Linked DNA regions of Capsicum annuum: region 1 is linked to region 2. Evidence: chromatin contacts called from public Hi-C data. All regions are on one chromosome and are shown on one strand. Each heading gives the region's core, a stretch centred on a gene start, on an enhancer-like site or on the middle of the called end of the contact. The rest is flanking DNA. Distances are from core to core; before and after follow the strand shown. Region 1 has its middle 66 kb from the start of LOC107863797. Region 2 holds the start of LOC107863797.

Region 1 (3,573 bases), core at 67-2,566, 66 kb after region 2:
AGGATTGTGAAAGTTCAAAAATATCCTCATCATATTGAAAAGATAACAGAAAGTCCTTTTTAGGTGGCCTTAGATAAAACGTGCACCTTGTTGTAGCATACCCTAACTCTTTTAAAAAGCCAGTTAGCTCAAAATAAGATAATTTATCCACATCCACATCAAAAATATATGTGACTTCACCACCCTCATAATCTGGTTTTTTTACTTTTACTATTCAAAACACCACCATGAAAATATCTCAGGGTTATATATGTAAAATCACGCATTCCTGAAATTTAGTCACATTCGCAACGAGTTACAACTAAGGAAAATTTAAGTATTCAAACATGCAGTAATTAATCACACAGGAAGAGTCAATTTAGATTACAAAAAAGCCCTAACTCATTGATAAAAATAAGAATGATTTAGAATAGCAAAAAACCTTAAATTTGAGAAATTATGAAACTACAGACTTGTTGAACAATAACCCTAAAGAAATTGTCATAAAGTTTCAATTTTTAAGTTTAGAAAAGCTAACCTTCAAGACTTGTTCAACACCAAGACTCTCACAGATCCCAATACGAAATCACACCTCTAGGAACACCCGAACAGTTGTTAACGTTGATTTTGCAAGTGATTTTTTTTAAAAGAGTAGTGTAAGTGAGAAATGAGGATTAAGAGTGAAACACACATTGAAAAGGTAAGAGTGAAAGAGATGATTGAAAAGGTGAGGTGTTTGTTGAGTAGAGAGAAGAGCAGAGAAGAGACAAGGTCCATTTTTGTTTATTAATTAATTTAACTTTTATTACATTTGTAAATAAGTAGGAGTTAAAATAAAAATTAAATAGGATAATTATTATTTAAACGGGCACGTGTATTCACCGCTATTGGGTTGACTGAGTATGTGTAAAAGTTGACCAATTATATGCCATTAAAATAATTTTAAAAAAAAGTTTAGAGGGGTAACTGAATCCCCGCAAAATTCAGTTTGCTCCATTGAAAATTTGATCAAAGTTCAGGTATTTACGTGGGTATTATCCCTACAATCTCAGCCTAAAACACTCATGACTTTTCTCCGAGTATTTGTGAAAGCTTATTAGCAGTTCAAATGCTTGCATTATTAATGAATAATTAGAGGGCTATTATTTCTGGAAAGAGAACTCTTTGACTGGGTTTAACAATTCTCTCTGTTGTGCTTTTGACACGGTCGGCTCCTGAACCAAATATTTCCAGCAACATTTCAGTAAATCCTTTCTTGGAATACGCCATATTTGAGAAAACAGTGAGTGCCACGTTATGATCAGCTATCTGATGAAAAACATTTCCATAATTCGCGATAACGTTAGAAACCAACTCGGCTAAATTCCTGTGACTACCTATTTAATGAAAAACATTACAATGGTGGCAGTCTTTCCCCGTAGAACAAGGAAACTAAAATCCAGATGATCCAACAAGTGAAGCATATGATGCATATTCATCACATATGAGTGCCTGTTCAATGACTTCACAAGATGTTCCACCATTTGCTTTCAATATCATCCCAAAATCTAGGTTGCATGTGGCACAGAGCTCTAATCTCTTCTGTTGTGCTTCTCCAACATCACCTCCCCAGCAAGTTTCAGCAAAAACCTCACATGCTTTCTCTATTTTATCTTATGGAACGCGAGTACCATTTTGTAGCACATTATAAACTTGATCAGCACTGGCTTCCCTTATCTGCAGAAATAGTTGAAAACAATTGATAAGAAGACTCAGTTCATTGTGGCATATTATTGATTTATCTATTCAATAGTTTCTAAATTTCTCTTATGTAGCTGCGGTTTGATACCTGTGAATATCGGTGAGTGAGAAAAGTAAGCAGATGACCAAATGCCTGGATATTGATGGGCACCGTTATTGATGAAATATATCCAACTATTGCAATTCCAGGACGCAGCTTTTTAAAGTCTCCTGATCCTTTCAACTCTGTACTAAGAACTTCTAAAATGCCAGCACAGAACACAGCAGTCTGAGCCTGTTAAATACATATATATACATGATACACGCATATGAGAATGATAAGACATTTTGGAAAAAAAGACCCAAGGAAAGTAGACTAACCCCCGTGTTTTAAGAATATCCTTTTGCTGATAAAAATCTCGATAGTCTGAAACAAAAAAAGTAACACCAGTGTTTGGAAACCTGTCTTACACAGGTTGTGTAAGAGTTTCAGACAAAAGTTTATGGTGTATTAGGTTATTTCACCTATTGCCTTATGGTTTTGTGTTGGAAGCTTAGATTCTTCCACATTGTATACATTCAGTGTTGTATTATACAATGCTGAGCCACACTCCAAATATCCCATCCTAGACGTGTGTGAGGGTGTTATAGTCTCACACTGGTTTGAGCAAGTCATGTTATATGATTTTGGTCAATTCTCGTCACTTGAGCTAAATAATGGCGCTAGAGTTACCTACGAAATATTTTAACACCCATCTTCTCTCTACATATTCTATTGCTCTGGCCTCTCACTTCAGCTAATTTAGCCATTAACTGTACTCTAAGTAAATCTATTGAGACTTCTCTCTGTGCTCCAAAAGCCCATTCTTCAGTCTGTTAAACCTGCCTCTATGCTCCGAAGCTAAGTTGCGTGGACTCTTCACTTTCGATACCGCACCTGTGTCAGATTCTCCAAAATACACTGCTTTTGGAGATCCGACACGCACTTGTTGACATTTTATTGAAGAGTCGAATAGCTCCAAAGCACTCTTCAGCATGTTGAGCCACTTCAGTCGGATTAAAAAAAGAAAGAGAAAAGAAAAACAAAGCCTTCTCTCCTCGTGTAAACCCTCCAGAGCCAGGTTACACATGCCGAATGGTGTTAGAAATATTGGCAACATAAGGTTTTATGAGGTTTATAATATCTTGTGCTCTCGAATGCTATATGAGCTCTCATTAAGAATAAAATGGAAATTTTAAAGTTAAAAGATTCTCTAAATATAGAAAGGTTTTGCCTTTTTAATATACTAGCAAAGGCCATATGAAATAGAGGGAGTATTTCTTTTACGAAAAATGGTTCTAACAGATGAATAGGAAGATGGATGCATGCTCAGGATACTGCACAGACAGTCAGAAAATTCCACCAGATGCAATACAAAAAATTGATCCCAAGCATCTTTTTTTTCATAACCGTGGTGTCCGGGGCAGCTTTCACGCACCCCTACTACATCTACGGGATACCTGTCACCTCCCACCAAATCAGATATCAGGTAACTATATCCACCGGCTAGAACAGATGAGAAGAAACACCTGATGTTTTTTGTCGCAGAACGGATTTGAACCTGAGACCTTAGGTTCTCAACCCAATTCATTGACCACTAGGCCACCCTTGGGTGTGATCACAAGCATCTTCTATATGTCAGAAAACTGGGGGGAGGGGGTGTCCATTAATCAAATTCTCTCTTGATGCCTAGTACGAGAAAAATATTCTTTGTTTAATTCTTACAATTCGACTTACATAATCAGGATTTCTCTTTGAAGACAAGTGGAGAATATATTCTTCCACCAACTTGCATTTTGGCTTATTAAAAATGGCTATAGTATCTAGGTATTTAT
Region 2 (3,586 bases), core at 350-2,849:
GTCCTTTAGACAGAGTTGAAGAGGAGGAGACGATATGCTAGGTTTCTGCAATACAAATCTTGTGTAGGTCTTTGAGAATATAGCTTAGGAGTATCAATTAAAAAAAATTAATCAGCTTTCAATCTGATTACTTGTTTCTGGACACTCATGCTCTCGAGCCTCTCTACATGTCCATCTGTGCTTTATAAGTGAAATGAGAGAACAATCAGTTCATTATTCGACTTCGACTAAGCAAACAGACAGGCTTCTCGTACTTCATCTTTAGTTCATTTCTTATCGTAAGGGAAAGAGATAGCTTGAGAGAAGTTCAAAGTTATTTGACAAGGTTACATTTTATATTGACATCAGGAACAAGGCAGATACTTTTCCTCTTGTGTTCTATTTTTCTAGTTTTTCAATTATTAATTACAATTATTGGTTTTGTACAACAAGGCCAGATGCTAAAAGCTAACTGATTTCACTTGCATAACAATAAATCAAACAACAAAAGAATTTGACGTCATCTCAATTCATAGTAAGACTTGAAAACTTTATTGGAGGCAAATTTCAGTTTCAATAAATCGCATTTATATGAAAATTCTGGACTTCAGCACTAGGCTGCTCTCTACTTCATTAAGGGGTATCAGTAAGAAATTACGCGTAATTCCAACAGTACTCATTTCCTTTTTGCTTCTAATTATCATATTTTTTGGTTAGCTTAATAAATTGAACAGAATCAGGTGTCAGTTACTCCCTCCGTCCCATATTCACTTGTCCACTTTCCCATTTAAACATCCCTTAAGAAAACATAAAGAAAAAGGATTCTTCTACTGATTTACTCTTTTAACTCTTTTTTATATACACTACAACTATGTGTCTTATCCATCAATACCAAGATTAACAATGCAGAAACTTCTTTAGAAATTTACAATATTTATACTTTCAAAACGAATTAATTTAAGGGCAAAATGTGAAAAATTAAGTTAATTCTATCCAATGTGGGACAGATATTTCTAGTAATGTGGACAAGTAACACGGGAGCGAAGGAGTAATAGCATAATTGCAAAGCAAGGAAACAAGAAAAGAAAAAAAGTACCTGCAGGTATATCAGGCCACCGTCCGACGGGTTCCACCTTGAAAAAGCCTTCCAATTCTTTATACATCCCTTGAAAACCTAGACCAAAAGAGAAACACAAAAAAAAATAAAAAATGTTGAACAAGCCAGCACAAATATATAGTCTCATTTGGTATGGGAACAAATTATCCCGGATTAGGTTATCCCTAGTATAAAAATAACACTACGAGATAGTAAATTCATCCAAAAACTAATCTCGTGATTATCTTTCGTACCAAAGTAGCTTGCTTATATATGTGATTTGCATGATTTATAAGTTAGAGAAGTTACCGCTGGAACGTTTTTGGGTTCAATTTGAGAAGTGAATAACTCTGACGACGGAATTTCGGTGAATGTGTGGATTCGCAAATCTTCTTCCATCATTGTTACACTGGTGCTGCTCTAGCAAGTTGCAATTACTCCGCTGCTTGTTGGTTACGTTGACTGGACTGGGCCAGGCGGTACAACCGCAGTACTTTGAAGGGGAAAATTCCAGAAATAGCAAGTGTACAACCGTAATTATAATTTTTATATCAATAATTTCAAAATTATGAAAAATAATAATATGTATTCTGTATTTTAGTTAAAAATTGTTATATAAATATATATACAAATAGAGTATCTATTCCTTATTTAATTCTAATCAGTTAGAGTTAAATAAAGAATGAAATTATTTGTTAATTTATACCATATTTAATTAAATAGAATCCTTTACCTTATGACTCTTTTATTTTTATTAATTCAAATTCAGAAAACGTTTTTTCATAAACAGAAACTCAAAGCAAATTCAAAAAGAGACAAAGTGCTTTTTATTGATCATCGTCTGAAATTTTAAAGAAAAATTAAAAATACTGCGCTACACTCACAGGTATCGATAAACAAACTTGATTCTGTTTGTGTATTTCACAAAATATAATTGCGATAATTTCTGAAAAATTAATAACATAATTGCGTAAAAGTCATGACGTTAAAAAATTGAATCGTATTGTGAATTTTATCTGTTCTCGAATAAAATGTTCTGATCGATTTTTTTTTCAAATTAGAAGTTATATTTGAAATTCGTTTTGCTGTTTTGTATATAGTAATGAGTTATTGTCTATAGTACGTATTTGATAATTAGATTTATTTTTACTATTTTGTAGTGTTTTTTAGATTGACAATGGAAAACATATCTGTTCTGATTAAACACTCTGATAGATGGACATATGAACAACAATATGAAGATTACATCAGTGATGCAATATTGTTGAACATAAACGCTTCGTACCCAACTCTACACACTACTGACTTCACACATTCATGTAGATGTGACCTGCAAAAGCATTCAAATTGAATATGAATTAACAGATATTGCACATGTATATGCATATGCAATTTTTTTTGGTGTTTACTGAAAGTTACATATGGTTCCAACTATAAGTATATATATTATACATATGCAGTATGCTTATATGTTCACTGGAAGTTACATATGTTTTCAGCTGTATGTATTTATAATATACATATGCAGTTCTTTTTTTTTGTGTTCACTGAAAGTTACAAATGATTCCAACTATATGTATATATATTATACATACGCAGTATATTTATGTGTTCACTGACAATTACATATGTTTTCAGTTGTATCTATTTATATAATTGTTGGAAAGAAAAACAAAAATTATTGCAGTTCATGTGTGTTTAAAGGGCACAATAAGCGTTCATGTAGAAAATACAACAAATGATAAGTTTAAAGATGTATTTAGTCAAGAAACAGTTGAATAATTTTTTCATTGAGAATTATGTGATTCTAAATTTCGAACTTGTTGTTTAACTTGTTATAGTTCAAATGTTGCAATTATTTTACTGAGTTTGATTAATTTAATTTATTATATATGTGTGTAGTGTGTGTATTTTACTAAACAAATATATATATATATATATATATATATATATATATATATATATATCTGGTAAAATACATATGCATATATGAAAAAAAATATATTCATATTAGTAAAATACATATGCGTTAGTAAAAAATACATATGTTCTATGCATAAAACTACGTCTGCATGTAATAACAAAGAACCATACGTATTTCGAAAAAAATATATTTACATTAGAAATAAATACAAATGCAAACTGAAATGAACATATATATTAATCATAAATATGTATTGTTCAAAAACACAATTGCAAATCTTAAAAATACATATGTCTGTATGTGTATTAGCTAGACAAATACATATGGACATCTTGTAAAAAATACACATATTATTGATGGATATATACGCATAATTAGAAAATTCATATGCATTATTCATAAATATTCAGAAACTTACATATTAATATATGCATTGCAGACAAAAACATATACAAAAGAGTATGAATACATATGCATATCAGGAAAATTATACTTTCAGACTTGTAAAAAATACGTTGCATTATTAAAAATGCATATATACACAGGATTAAACATGTGTATTATTCATAAATACATGACTCATACAT

Evidence for each region. Hi-C and Micro-C count contacts between places; a contact is called where the count stands out from the background.
Region 1: a Hi-C map of leaf shows a contact between it and region 2, with 1.8 times the contacts expected there. The contact joins the enhancer-like site here to the promoter of LOC107863797 in region 2. A contact is called at or near these places in 3 of 5 Hi-C or Micro-C datasets (bud, leaf and placenta).

What each region holds. Positions count from the first base shown.
Region 1 is chr3:62,710,170-62,713,742 of UCD10Xv1.1, forward strand. It overlaps the pseudogene LOC107863796. Among protein-coding and RNA genes, the nearest start is that of LOC107863797, 66 kb to the left of the region's middle. Within about 2 kb of position 1,317, at least 2 of the 5 cell types and tissues checked have an H3K27ac peak or open chromatin away from gene starts, as enhancers often do. A contact at or near this core is called in bud and leaf, where this site is marked.
Region 2 is chr3:62,644,136-62,647,721 of UCD10Xv1.1, forward strand. It overlaps LOC107863797, which reads right to left and starts at 1,600. Exons shown (of 14, transcript XM_016709935.2): 1 at 1,385-1,600; 2 at 1,076-1,153. The coding sequence starts at 1,477.